Linked DNA regions of Sus scrofa: region 2 is linked to region 1. A link is a contact called in public HiChIP or PLAC-seq data. All regions are on one chromosome and are shown on one strand. The core of a region is the stretch at or near the end of the contact, and the rest is flanking DNA. Distances in the headings are between cores, read along the strand shown.

Region 1 (6,076 bases), core at 1,261-3,760:
TCGGATTCGTTTCTGCTGCGCCACGACGGGACTCGGGCATTAGCTCCCTTTGATTTATGACCACACGTTGTACCCTTGAACCCAGTCAAATCTTTTATAAATGCATATATTTTGGCAAGAAAGTGTATATCATAAATCCATCTTCATTAATTTACAAAAACAATGTTTGAGTCAGGATATCCTTCGACATTAAAAAATGTATCACTCTTGCAATTTATTTAAAAATGACATAAGGATGTCTTTTTGCTTCAGGGTAGTACAGTTATATCAACACGTCAAAAGCCTAGATGGGATGGATGACTATCAATCCTGTCTTGGAGTATTTGACACCTTGAATGTGACAGCAGTTTACATTACCTTTCTGATTCCTGAGTTTTGAAAAAGATCCTTTGGAAGTCAATAAACTTAGCAGAAAGTAAATCTATTTTTCCATGTGCTGCAAATCTGGTGAGCATTCTCTCACTGACCAGGGCATTGTTGACACAACGTGGGTCTCTGGGGAAGAAATGACTCACTCTGTTCAGTGTAGCTTAGCCCTCACCCAGGGGAGTCCTGCTGGTTTGGGGACATGAGCAGCTTGCTCTCTGTGCAAAAGGGGCTCAAAAGGAAGGAGGGAGGCAAGACTCCTTGAGCCTCTCTATTTTAGAATTCCTCTTGGGACAAGGATGCCATCCACTGTAGGAAGTATTCACTCAGAAATGCTGCCTCACGAGAGCTGAGGCTGTGAGGTGAGCCCAGCTTGGCTGCAAGGCCTGCATGGCCCAAGCAGGTAGTTTGGGCCACAGGACCTGCTTCTCAAGCTCTTGGTGTGTTTGTCTCCCGCAGGTGCACAGCTTTAAGGGCTACTGGGAAAAACTGAATGCCAACCTGGAATATGTTAAGTACTCCAAGCCACACTTACACTATAACAACAGCATGGTCAGGAGAGAGTGGCTCAGCCTGATCTCGGAAGAGGTACGTGTGGGTTCCTGAGAGCAAAGCTAGAAGCAGAAACTTAGTGGATAAAGGTCAGATGATGCCCTGAGGTCACAAGGCTAGCTTTGTCCACAGCGCTCTCCCCAGCTGCCAGGCGCTGTTGATGGGTGCTGCTAACGTCCGGTAGGCTGACCAAGGTGCTTCTCTGATCTCTCTCCTCTTGAAGAGGAAACGCAATGCAAAGAGTTTAAGAGACACACATGGCATGTCCATAGAAAAAGCAGGACTGACCTGTTTTCTTGCATTACTCCATGATAAATTGATTTAAACAAATCCAAGTGTTCCCAAATTAGTGGCTGCTGGGCATGTGGGATGGTTGAAAAGCAGAAGAGTGACTGTGACCCCTGTAAAGGGTAGGCAAGGGGAGATCTTCGAGGTGATGGAGCTGTTGTGTGTCTTGATTGGGTGGTACCTCGTGGTATGTGAATTTATGCATGTGTTCAAAGTGTGGCAGAAGTACACACTCAATGTACCAGTGCCATGTTCCTGATTTTGGTGTTGCACTATAGTTATTTATATGAGATGTAAACACTGGGGTGGGGGAGGGTACGTGAACTCTCTAAGTAGCATTGTTGATATAGTTGTGGTGTTATTGTACATAATATATAGGTGACTTTTAACTCCTTGGAGATATGTAATGGTTTCAGAATAAAACTTTTTTTTTGGGGGGGGGGGGTTGTCTTTTTAGGGCTGCACCCATGGCATCTGGAGGTTCCCAGCCTAGGGGTCCAATGGGAGCTAACAGCTGCCGGCCTGCGCCACAGCCACAGCAATACCAGATCCATCCAAGCCACATCTGCAACCTACACTACAGCTCAAGGCAATGCAGGATCCTTAACCCACTGAGCAAGGCCAGGGATCGAATTCGAGTCCTCACGGATGCTAGTTGGGTTTGCTAACCTTTGAGCCACAACAGGAACTCCAAAAACTGATTTTTTTTTTTTACTAGTATTTTTAAAGAATCTAGGTGTTCTGATTACCTGGAAAGTATCTCTTTTTCTGAACTCTTAACTCTTACTGCATTATGACTCCGTGTGTAAAATGTCACCCACAAAATTTCAACTTCCACACCTCTGATGTGTCCTCATTTGTAGAAAACAAGAAAAAGAAGGTCGATGGTGTATGTGAGAAATATTCTTGATAATGCAATGAAGTAAGTAAAACGAGGGATTAGTTTAGCTGTAAGATAGCTATCTTTTACAGTTAACTCAGGAAAATAGTTTACTTGTGTTGTGTAACCTTAGCAAGATGATGCTGTCTGCTTAGGAATGCAGCCACCTGCACCCTAGTCTTGAGTTTGGAGCTGCAGTTTCTAGTGGGAAAAGTTTATGTGTTAAACTTTTTAGATTCACATCCTGGGGGTGGATGACTTAGTAGGAAAAAGTGGTAAAGAAAGCGTTTATTAACTGAGCATGTTAGGGGTGGGTACAAACAGTGGTTTGATTTTTAAAAAGTGTTAGTGGGCTGGTGAGCCTGCTCTTGTTTTGAAAGTGTATTTTCTGGGTAGATGAGTCATCTCGGAGTGCTTACAAGCATAGGCTCCGTTCCAATTCCTGTTCTATTTTCTGTTCCCATTATTTCCAATAACTGAGTGCCGCAATTGTTCTACGTTATTGTCATTGTTTGCACTAAAGACTTATGAGATTTTATAATTGCCTAATGTGGCTTTTGCCAAGTTGATTAAAGTTTTTGAGGTTTGCAACAGCCCGAAAACAGTTTCTGCAGTGGTTTTATGGGCTTTTAAAGGACATTGTCTCTGTATGGTATTGTGGCTTTTTTTTTCTTTTAAATAATGCTTCCTGTGTGAATAACATTGGCTAATTTCTTTGTAGGGTGATTTCTAACCTAGAAGCAAGGAGTGCGGGTAAGAAAAGACCTGTAATGAAGCCTTCTGGGTTTCATACCATATTTTGTTTGTAACATGGTTCTCCCTCCCACTGTGGGTTGGCAGGGAAATCACTTCCAATAGCACCCTTTCCTATCTTCCCATCAGAATGGTCACCCAGCTCCTTTCACGCCTCTCTTGGCATCAGGTCCTTTGGGGACAGCCGCTGAACGTGCCTTTGCCAGAGGAGTCTTTGACTGTTTGTTTTCTTTTCTTTTTAAAAATTTTTAAATTAAAGTATTTACCATGTTCCTTCCATTTCTGCTGTACAGCAAAGTGACCTTGTAATAATATGAAAAAATATATATATTCTTTTTTCATACTATCTTCCATCATTTTCTATCCCAAGAAATTGGACATACTTCCCTGTTCTGTACATAGAGTAGAACCTCATTGCTTATCCATTCTAAATGTAATAGTTTGCATCTACTAACTGCAAACTCCCTGGCCATCCCTCTGCACCCTGCCACGTCCTTGGCAAATACAAGTCCACTGTTGATTTTCCTTACATTTCCTCATAGAGCTGATCTAATTAACATGCCCTCTGCTGTACCTGAATAGTATACTTCCCTCGGCTTAAGGCTGCTTTCTCTCCAGCTGTCTGATGAGGGAAGGGTCTTTGACTTGCATGGTCCTTTCATTTGGGTTATTAGCTCACGGGGGTAGGAGGCTAGGTCATGGGGTGCGAAGACGAGGGGCCTCTAGACAAGCAGTGTGGTTATGAGGGAGGAGCATGGCTTCAAAGCAGACAGAACTGGGCTCCAGCTTGGCCACATGTTGACTCTGTACTCCCAGGCAAGCCATTTATTCATTTTGTGTGTTGTCCTTCCCAGGGCAAGGGTGGGAAGAAAATGAGAGGAAATGTTTGTAGGGCCCAGTCCCTGGCTTGGTGCTGGGATGCCCTAGGGGGCTGCTTTATCTTTAGCATGTGAGGAAGCAATGCTAACACACAGCTTCTAAACTAGAGGGCTGGCATTGTGCAGCTGCAGGCTGCAGGGGTGAGGGCTTGTGGGGAGTAGGGACAGTGGTTGGAAAAGGCTTCTCAGAGAGGGTGATGTGGAAGCCAAGTCTTGACAAACAAGGGGGACTCAGCTGAGGGAAACCAGGGGAAGAGGATGCTCAGCATATGCACACACAGGCTTTTCTGTGGTTTTGTCAGTGGAACTCTTTCACACCTCCTAAAGGTCAGCTTCTGTTAAAAAAAAAGAGCTGTTGTTTTTATACCCCACTTCCATGTTACAGCCTTGGCCACTGAGGTACATGCAGGGTGACCCCAGAGGAAATGATTTTGTACAGTGCATTGGCTCATATCCTGTAGCTGTGCGCATGGCCCTGTGAGCTGTGACTTCACTGAGCAGCCCCAGGGGACCAAGCCATTAGGCCTGAAGCCCCGGGTCTTCCACCAGCACCAGGCAGGAGCAGTAGGCCAGGCACACATGAACGTGTGGGATTCAGGCTCCCCCCTTGCACTGATGGGGGACTTGCAACATGGGAAGTGTGGCTGGTCTGGCCAGGGCTTCCGTGTGTCCTCTGTTCCTGTGTCCTGTCAGAGCTCCTTCTGCTCCTGAACTTTAGGCCCATTTGCATCCTATCACTAGTCATTCTCTCTTGTTGCACTTCAGGGAACTTGGCCCTTCCTCTCACGGGCTTTGCTTGTGCTAGTTCCCTAGAAAGAATGTCATCAGTGTCAGAAAACAGAACATTCTCTGTGTGATTCAGGGCTGCTGGGCTCTAGTTTTGTATTGTTTCATCTTAATCAGGCAGGTCGGGTAGGATCCAGACAGGATTTATCCCAAGGGGTGCAGAAGCAGTTCTGCCCTCTTGACCCGTGCTGGGGCTTGGGTTCTGGGAGAGGAAGATGGGCACGAAGGTTCTGTCAGGGAGGCCAGGGCAGATCTTCAAAGACACATGGTTTGCCCCTCCAGTCTCGCCTGTGCCGTACACATCATGGTGCAGAAAGCACCATCTGATGTAACCTTCCATGTCTCTTTTCCATCCCGATCTAGCTAGTTTTTCAATTACCTTGTGCCAGTTATCATTTGCCGCAGTAATTGACCGGTCCCCTCACCTCGGTAACTCAATCAACTATGACTGGGGTCAGAAAGAAGGGACTCAAGCAGCCCTTCCACCAAGTTCCTGTTCCTGGGTTAAGAGAGGGCCTGCGTCCTTCAGTCTCTGGTGACGCAGCAATGCTTAGAAGTGAGTTTTCACACTGAAGAGAAGTCAAAGCCAGGGAGTCTTGGAGTTGGGAATGTGTTCCTTGTTCTCTTTCTTTCCCAGCCCCCACCTCTCTGGCTCCCAGCCCCCACCTCTCTGGCTCACAGCTCTCACCTGAGTGCTAAGTTCCAGCCTGCAGGACTAGTTCACAGTGCATGGCAAGATTTCCATCCCATCAAGGAAGTGCTGTGTTTTCCCAGCGACTTAGAGAAGGGAACTCAGGCTGATGACTCATCCTTCCAGCCCATTTCCTGAAAACCACCCTGCTTGACTATTGCTCCGCTTCATTTCAGAGCCAAGGTTAACACCCCTCTTCCAAGAGGAAGACAACCACCAGCGGCTGCTTATGGGGCTGGTAAGTGCTCTGCAGGATGTTGAACAGTGGGCTCCAAGAAAAGGGAAAAGGGCAAGGTTGTACCTCTCATTCTGGTCTTATTTTTTACTCATTCCGTTAATGCATAGTTGTTGCCAGCCACTCACTTTAGGCCCTGTGTGTTCAGTGGTAAGGAATGCATATGTGATTTCTGCCCTCTTGGTATGGGTAGTTTTATGAGAGAGACACAAATTAGCCAGTCACCCCAATACATGTATAATTATAAAACATCATTAGGAAATGTATAGCATTGAGAGTGTTTAAAATAGGAAAGAGCAGTGTCTCTGTGACATTTGTATTTGGGTTTAAAATACCATGGAATAAAGTTTTCTTTTTCATGAGGTCCTACTCCTACGAAGGCCAAAGAGATAGAAATCAAAATAAATTAATTAAAGAGCAGAATTGGCAAATAAATCCAAATCTTAAAAAAACCAAAAAAATATCTGAAAAGCCTAATAAAATATTTTTATTACTCTACAGGCCTAGAAATGGAATAACCTATTACTTTAGATATGGCTAGTTTAAAAATATGAGAAAAATGTGTGTAAATCCATATGCATACACTTAAAAATTCTAGCCAAACAAAATTTCCTTGTCAAATAGAAATAACCAGTTAGGAAAAATAA
Region 2 (6,076 bases), core at 2,196-4,695, 82 kb after region 1:
ACACAAACCGTTCTTTGCTCTGTGAGGTCCAAGTATTGTTCCATTCCCTCCTCTCTGGGAGTTCTCTCCCAGCCTCAGCAGCATCCTCATTGGATGCACTGATCAGTATTTCTTAGCAGATTTCTAGAGTTCTGTCCTTCTCTGTGAAACTCAGCCCCCCCCTTGCCCATGTATTTTAGCCCACTTGGCCTCCCTGAACCCCAAACTCTGTCTCCTAAAATCAGCAATGCCACCTGGCTCTGTTTGGATTCCCTTCCCTGTACTATCACTGGGAAACCCTCTCTAAGTAGTAAATTGGGCGGTTCTAGTCCTCAACCAGTTATTTCCTGTTGCTAAGGATCACTGTCCTGTGTTGTTGTTCAAAGTCTAAAAACCACTGTTTCATCTAATTTGATCCATTTTTCAGTTGTTTAAGGTAGGAGGGTAAATCTGGTTTCTGTTACTTCATATTCATTAGATGTGGAGCCCCAGTGACCTCTTAATTATTAAATTCAAAGAACATCTCTCTCTCCTTATCATACTTTATAATTTTATGGCATTTAGTATGATTGACTTTTTACAGTTCATTATTTCTTGAACTCTCTCCTCCTCTGATTCCTATGACGTATGGTCTCCTTGTTCTTTCCTTACTTTTCTGTTTTTCCCTCTGGTCCTCCTTTTGAAACTTGGTGTTGCCCAGGATTTTTTCATTACTTTTTTATTTTTAAAAATTATTCACTGTCTTTAGTTTGAACTACCTCCTACCTCCGAACTACAACCTCCCTACCTGCTGATGATACCCAAAGAGAGGAGTCTGCAGGCTACTGTTAGTGGACAAGCTAGGACTGTAACAGGGCCAGGGCCATTCAAGACTATGGGAATTAGGGTTAGAGAACAATCTTCACCCAATCCTGGAACACATGCAATGGTTTGCTTAAATGATATGATATCAATGTAAAGGTGACCATTTTTTAGAGAGATCTTTGACGTTATGGAGCATTTCGTGCACAGGTTCTGTTGAACTAGATATTGTCAGACAGTTTCATAGAATAAACAGAATCTACATAGTGTTATACACAAGCCTTCATCACTTCCTATTGAGAATGTGGCAATAGATAAGTAAGCACTTTCCCTGACTTCAAGTTGTGTTCCCTTGAATCTGTCCTTTATGCTGCCAGCAGAGTGCTCTATCTAAAGCATAATTTTCAGGAGTTCTCATTGTGTCCCAGTGGATTAAGAACCTGATGTATTGTCCGTGAGGATGTGGGTATGATCCCTGGCCTTGCTCAGTGTGTTAAGGATCCAGCATTGCCGCAAGCTGTGCAGTATGTTGCAGATGTGGCTTGGATCTGGTGTAGCCATGGCTGTGGTGTAGACTGGCAGCTGCAGCTCCGATTTGTCCCCTAGTCTGGGAATTTCCATATGCCACAGGAGCGACTCCAAAAAGAAAGAAAACAAATAAATAAGGACTTGTATTGATCTTTCTCAAACACACACACACACACACACACACACACACACAATTAAAATCCTTCAGAGGATCCTGTCACCTTCAGGATTAAGTCTAGGTCCCTTAAAATGGCATACAAAGGACTTTATTATCTGCCACCCTCTCCAAGCCTGTCTCTTTTCTTTCTACACCTGCTGTGACTGTATCAGTTCTATAATACCTCCTGTGGTGGTAGACAGAATGATCCCCTTCTGGTACCGCCCAAGATGTCCACATTCTGATCCTTGTTTTGTGTAGATGTGGTACTTTATATGGCAAAAGGGACTTTGCAGATACGGACCTTAAGGTGACGAGATTATTGTGGGTTATCGGGCTGGGCCCAGTCTCATCACATGAGTCCTTTAAAGCAGAGACTATTTCTTGTTAAGAAAGATGTTAAGAGAGATGAAACGGAAGAAGGAAAGATTGAAGTTTGAGAAGGACTTGGTCAGAGGCTCTCAAGACAAGAAATATGGGCAGACTTTAGAGGTCGGAAGAGGAAAAGAACCAGATATTCCCCTAGAGCCCCTAGAAAAGAATGCAGTCCTGTCAACACCTGGATTTTAGCCCAGGGAGACCCACACTGGACTTCTGAATTTCAGAGCTATAATAGATTTGTGTTGTTTAAGCCACCAAAGTTGTGGTGATTTGTAAGGAGAACAATAGAAAACGAATACAGTTCTATACCACATCTTAACCTGTTATATTGCCCCGGCTTCAGTTTCTGTCTCCTGTCCACTTGGAGAACTCTTACTCTTCCTTTAAAACATCTCAGTGGTCACCACCTGCGGCTCATTCAAGAGCCATCTAAGGTGGAATTACTTCTTTCTCTCTATTGCGCCTATGTTTTTAGATGCATCTATTTTTGTGCCCATTGTATCCTATTATCAACGTAAGTCTAAATATGTCTTCCCCATGAGGCTGTGTCCGCCTCGATAACAGGAATCCTGCTGTCTTCGTCCCCCAGCCTCAGCACATAATCTAGTATAAGCACTTGGTGATACTCTTTAAATTGTCTTCATTTAAGCTTATCTTAAAACCAGTGATGTAGCTGGAAGAACTCTTGTTCATTCACTCACTTCAATTCTAAATTACCCATCAGAGAAAGCAGGTGGAAAAAGAGGAAAAGAATAAGGTAATTTAGCCTGAACATGAAACTTGAAAGAGCAGAGAATGGGCCACACAAAACTGGCTGCCTCACCCATAGCTTCCCTTCTCCCTTCTGCGTGGTTGGCAAGGCTCACAGGATAAGCAGGGACATCTGGGGCTGTTTCCCACAGCTGTCTTGTTCCTCCTTTGGTGGCCGACCACAGGAATGCAAGGGGGAGGCCGCAACTGGCAAATGGGGCCTCCCAGAATTAGGGTGTCAGATGCAATGGACACTGTGGTAAGCAATGCAGGTGCTTAGCTCTGGGTAAGACTTCAAAGTTCTTACAATAATTTGAAGATAACACACACAGCCAAATAAATAAAAAGCATGTCTGAGCACTTAGATGCTAATGAGTGACATTCCTTTAAAACACTCACATTTGTCCCAGTGAATCTGCCATTGCTTGGAATTTTCACAATCATTTATCCTTTGATTAAATGATTTCCACCCTCCATCCCAGACCATTTCCAAAGATCATGGGAAAAATATGATAGCAGGTTGGGGTGGCTGTGAGCCCAGGAGGCAGGAAATGAGCCAGATTAAAACCCAGATGCCTCTTTCTGAACTTCAAAGGGGAACGAATGGTTAAGAGCAGAAAAGCTAACTGGGCCAGAGTCCTGAGGAGTCTGTTTATACGAGGTCAGAACATAGTGGAGTATGGAAACAGAGCCGGGTTCAAACCACGAATGACTAAAGTCACAAAAACAGGAACCAGTAGAGTATGAGTGGGGGGCCCGAGTGGCGTGGGCCCCGCAAAGAACTCTGTTGCCTGCTGCTGACTCTGACCAATCGGCTTTCGGTTCCTCACCCGCATCGGCCCCACCTCTAGGTCACCTTTACAGACCTCAAGGAGCTGCGGAGGGCCGGGTGGGGGCCTTAGAGACCAGAGCAGCTCTCACAGGCAAGAGTTAGGAACACAGTCAACTGTATAGATCTTTTCACTACACCGATCACAGACCACAGACCGAGGCCCCTGCCCTGTGCCTGAGGCGCTGTCGCTGTAAATGGGGGGGAGCCTAGAGCAGGGCGGGCTGGGTCCTTGATCCCTGGACCTGGCCGATCTCCCCGCTGCTGCACCTGCCCACCCTTCTTCGGGCTCCTCTTTGTGCTGAGAGCACTGGCCGTCTCCACTGGCGCCCCCTGCTCTGGGCTGGGAGGTTCCAGAAAAAGGACATAGACACTTCCCACAACAAAGAAACTTGGGGCCTCTGGTGCCCACCTTCCTGCTTTGAAGATGCTTCTGCCCAGAGGGTTCTTCCCATTATTCATAAATAACAATTCATTTAGCTGAGAGGCATCTGGGAAGCCCGGGTGCCAGCAGTGTGTGTGTGTGTGTGTGTGTGCGCGGGGGCGGCGCTGCCACTTCCCCTTCTAGCAGGGGGATCGTGACAGATAGTGAAGCTTTTCACTGCTAATCGAAGAAGTGATCTTTGAAAAAGAACAAAACCCCCAAGTTTCAGCTTGTACTTCCCCATGACACCGAAAATGGAAACTTGGAAACAGAAGAGGAGGATGTATGAGTTCCACTCTTGCTAATCCTCTGATAAGGGGCTGTAAATCCTGGCTGCATATTTGGACAAGCCCTTTAGTTTTGGTTAAATATATTCCAAAGTATTTTATTCTGTTTGATTCTACTGTAAGTGAAACTGGTTTTGCAGTTTCATTTTTGGGTGTTTACTTTTAGTGTGCAGAAGCTATACAATTTGGTTCAGCAAAATAATTAACCATGAAAATAGAGGCCAATCTTTATAACCTGGTGTATTGTCCAAATGTTTCAATTAGGGCGGAATATCCTTGGCTCTCTTATTCACTTGATATATCCTGAGCATCTAGAACAGTGCTTGACACCCAAGTGGCTCAAAAGTATTTAATCAATGAGGCCATAATTATCTCACACATTCCTCAATTAGAGTACTTATCTTGTTAGGTTGAAATCATGCTAAGGTGTGTATCTATGAGGTGGGAAGCTCTCCTAAGTTGGGGATCATTTTGGCGCCCCAAGAACGTAGTATAGGACATGGCAATAACAGGTGCTCAGCACATGTCTGAAGAAGGGGTGTGGCATGAAAGTTTGGCATACCACGGAAGGATATCTCAATGTATAACTTTGTCTCTCAGTGTACGCATGTGAATTGGACCAAAAGGATCAAGGATATCGCTGAAAGACTGTAAAGAAGTCAGTCTAGAAAGAACACCAGCAGCCTGAAGGGTGTATGTGTGTGTATGTGCGTGTGGGCCCCTTACTATAAAGGTAAGAGGACATACACTTAGCATTTATTGTAGAAGATTTATGGAATGGTTGATTTTATGAGGAATACACATTCTCCATACAGGTTGGAATAAAAATATAAGCCTTAAGCCTATGAATAGAAAAATTGTCACACTTTGTCCTGACAGCTTGCCACCCAGAAAAGTCCTCAACTCATCATGATCTACCTCCAAGGATGCGTAACTCTGTCCATAATTACTCAGTATAAATAATGTCAGTAGACTGGAGAGTCAAACTTAAGCATCTGAGAGATGCAAATCTATGAATAAATCATAAAATCCAATATCCTAACAAAAACTCTTTAAAAGGCAAGATAATAGAATTTTTAATAACCAAATCGGTATTATAATATGTTAAAAGTTAGATCCTCAGAATCTTTTCGTTTAGGTACTAATAGGAACCAATTTAGTCACCTTAGAAATTTCTAGAAATACTATAATTTAGTGGTAACAGATGGATAGTGATTACCTATTGCAATTTGATAACAGATTATTTTGGAATTTCCTCAGAAATGGGTGGAATTTTCAGAAATTAATACAGTTTTCCAAGAAAACTGGTTTTTATGATATTTGGAGATATGGTTCTTTTTTTTTATTTAGCTTGTTTTAGTTTTGGAAAAAAGATAGAAAACCATATAATATCACCAAGTGTAATCTTAACTTTTTTTCACTTGATATAAACGTTGATACCCAAAGTAAAATGAGAAGAAATGAAAAAAAAAACCTTTAAAAAATAGATTCTAACATTCTACCAAACACAGCTGTTTCTAGTTCACTAAGTCAGTGATTACAAAATATTTTAATGTGCTTTCTGGCAAAAATAAATAGCCTAATTGCATGGAAATGCCACATTTCCAGTTATTCCTGATAGGCTGTAATGATTTAAGGATGTGTAACTACTTCTACATATTTATTTGTCAGGAAAGGAAGGTAAGACATTACCTATATCTCTTCAAATATATAAGATAGACCTTAATTCATGTCACAATAGTGTACTTCACTCCAGACTCCAAACCAGCAGTGAATAGTAAAAGTCTGCAGATGTTTTTAGTATGCACAATTTTTTAAGTTAGAAAATTAGCTGGTAAGATTTTAAAAATTGGCAAATTTTGCCATAAAAAACTGAATTTTTCAGCTTCTCTTGAAAAATTATTATATTTGATTACACTGGATTCATATTCCAACATTCC

The links. HiChIP or PLAC-seq counts read pairs in DNA pulled down with a chosen protein or histone mark.
Region 2: a contact with region 1 is called in an H3K27ac HiChIP or PLAC-seq map of alveolar macrophages. The contact joins two enhancer-like sites. A contact is called at or near these places in 2 of 47 Hi-C or Micro-C datasets (epiblast stem cells and subcutaneous adipose tissue) and 1 of 2 datasets of contacts at active chromatin or transcription factors (alveolar macrophages).

What each region holds. Positions count from the first base shown.
Region 1 is chr9:102,762,966-102,769,041 of Sscrofa11.1, forward strand. GSAP (gamma-secretase-activating protein) reads left to right here. Exons shown (of 32, transcript XM_021102559.1): 21 at 826-954; 22 at 2,070-2,128; 23 at 2,808-2,839; 24 at 5,371-5,432. Among named protein-coding and RNA genes, the nearest start is that of GSAP, 71 kb to the left of the region's middle. Within about 2 kb of position 2,511, at least 28 of the 83 cell types and tissues checked have an H3K27ac peak or open chromatin away from gene starts, as enhancers often do. A contact at or near this core is called in alveolar macrophages and subcutaneous adipose tissue, where this site is marked.
Region 2 is chr9:102,844,311-102,850,386 of Sscrofa11.1, forward strand. The region is part of intron 2 of CCDC146 (coiled-coil domain-containing protein 146); the gene reads right to left. Among named protein-coding and RNA genes, the nearest start is that of FGL2, 22 kb to the right of the region's middle. Within about 2 kb of position 3,446, at least 38 of the 83 cell types and tissues checked have an H3K27ac peak or open chromatin away from gene starts, as enhancers often do. A contact at or near this core is called in alveolar macrophages and subcutaneous adipose tissue, where this site is marked.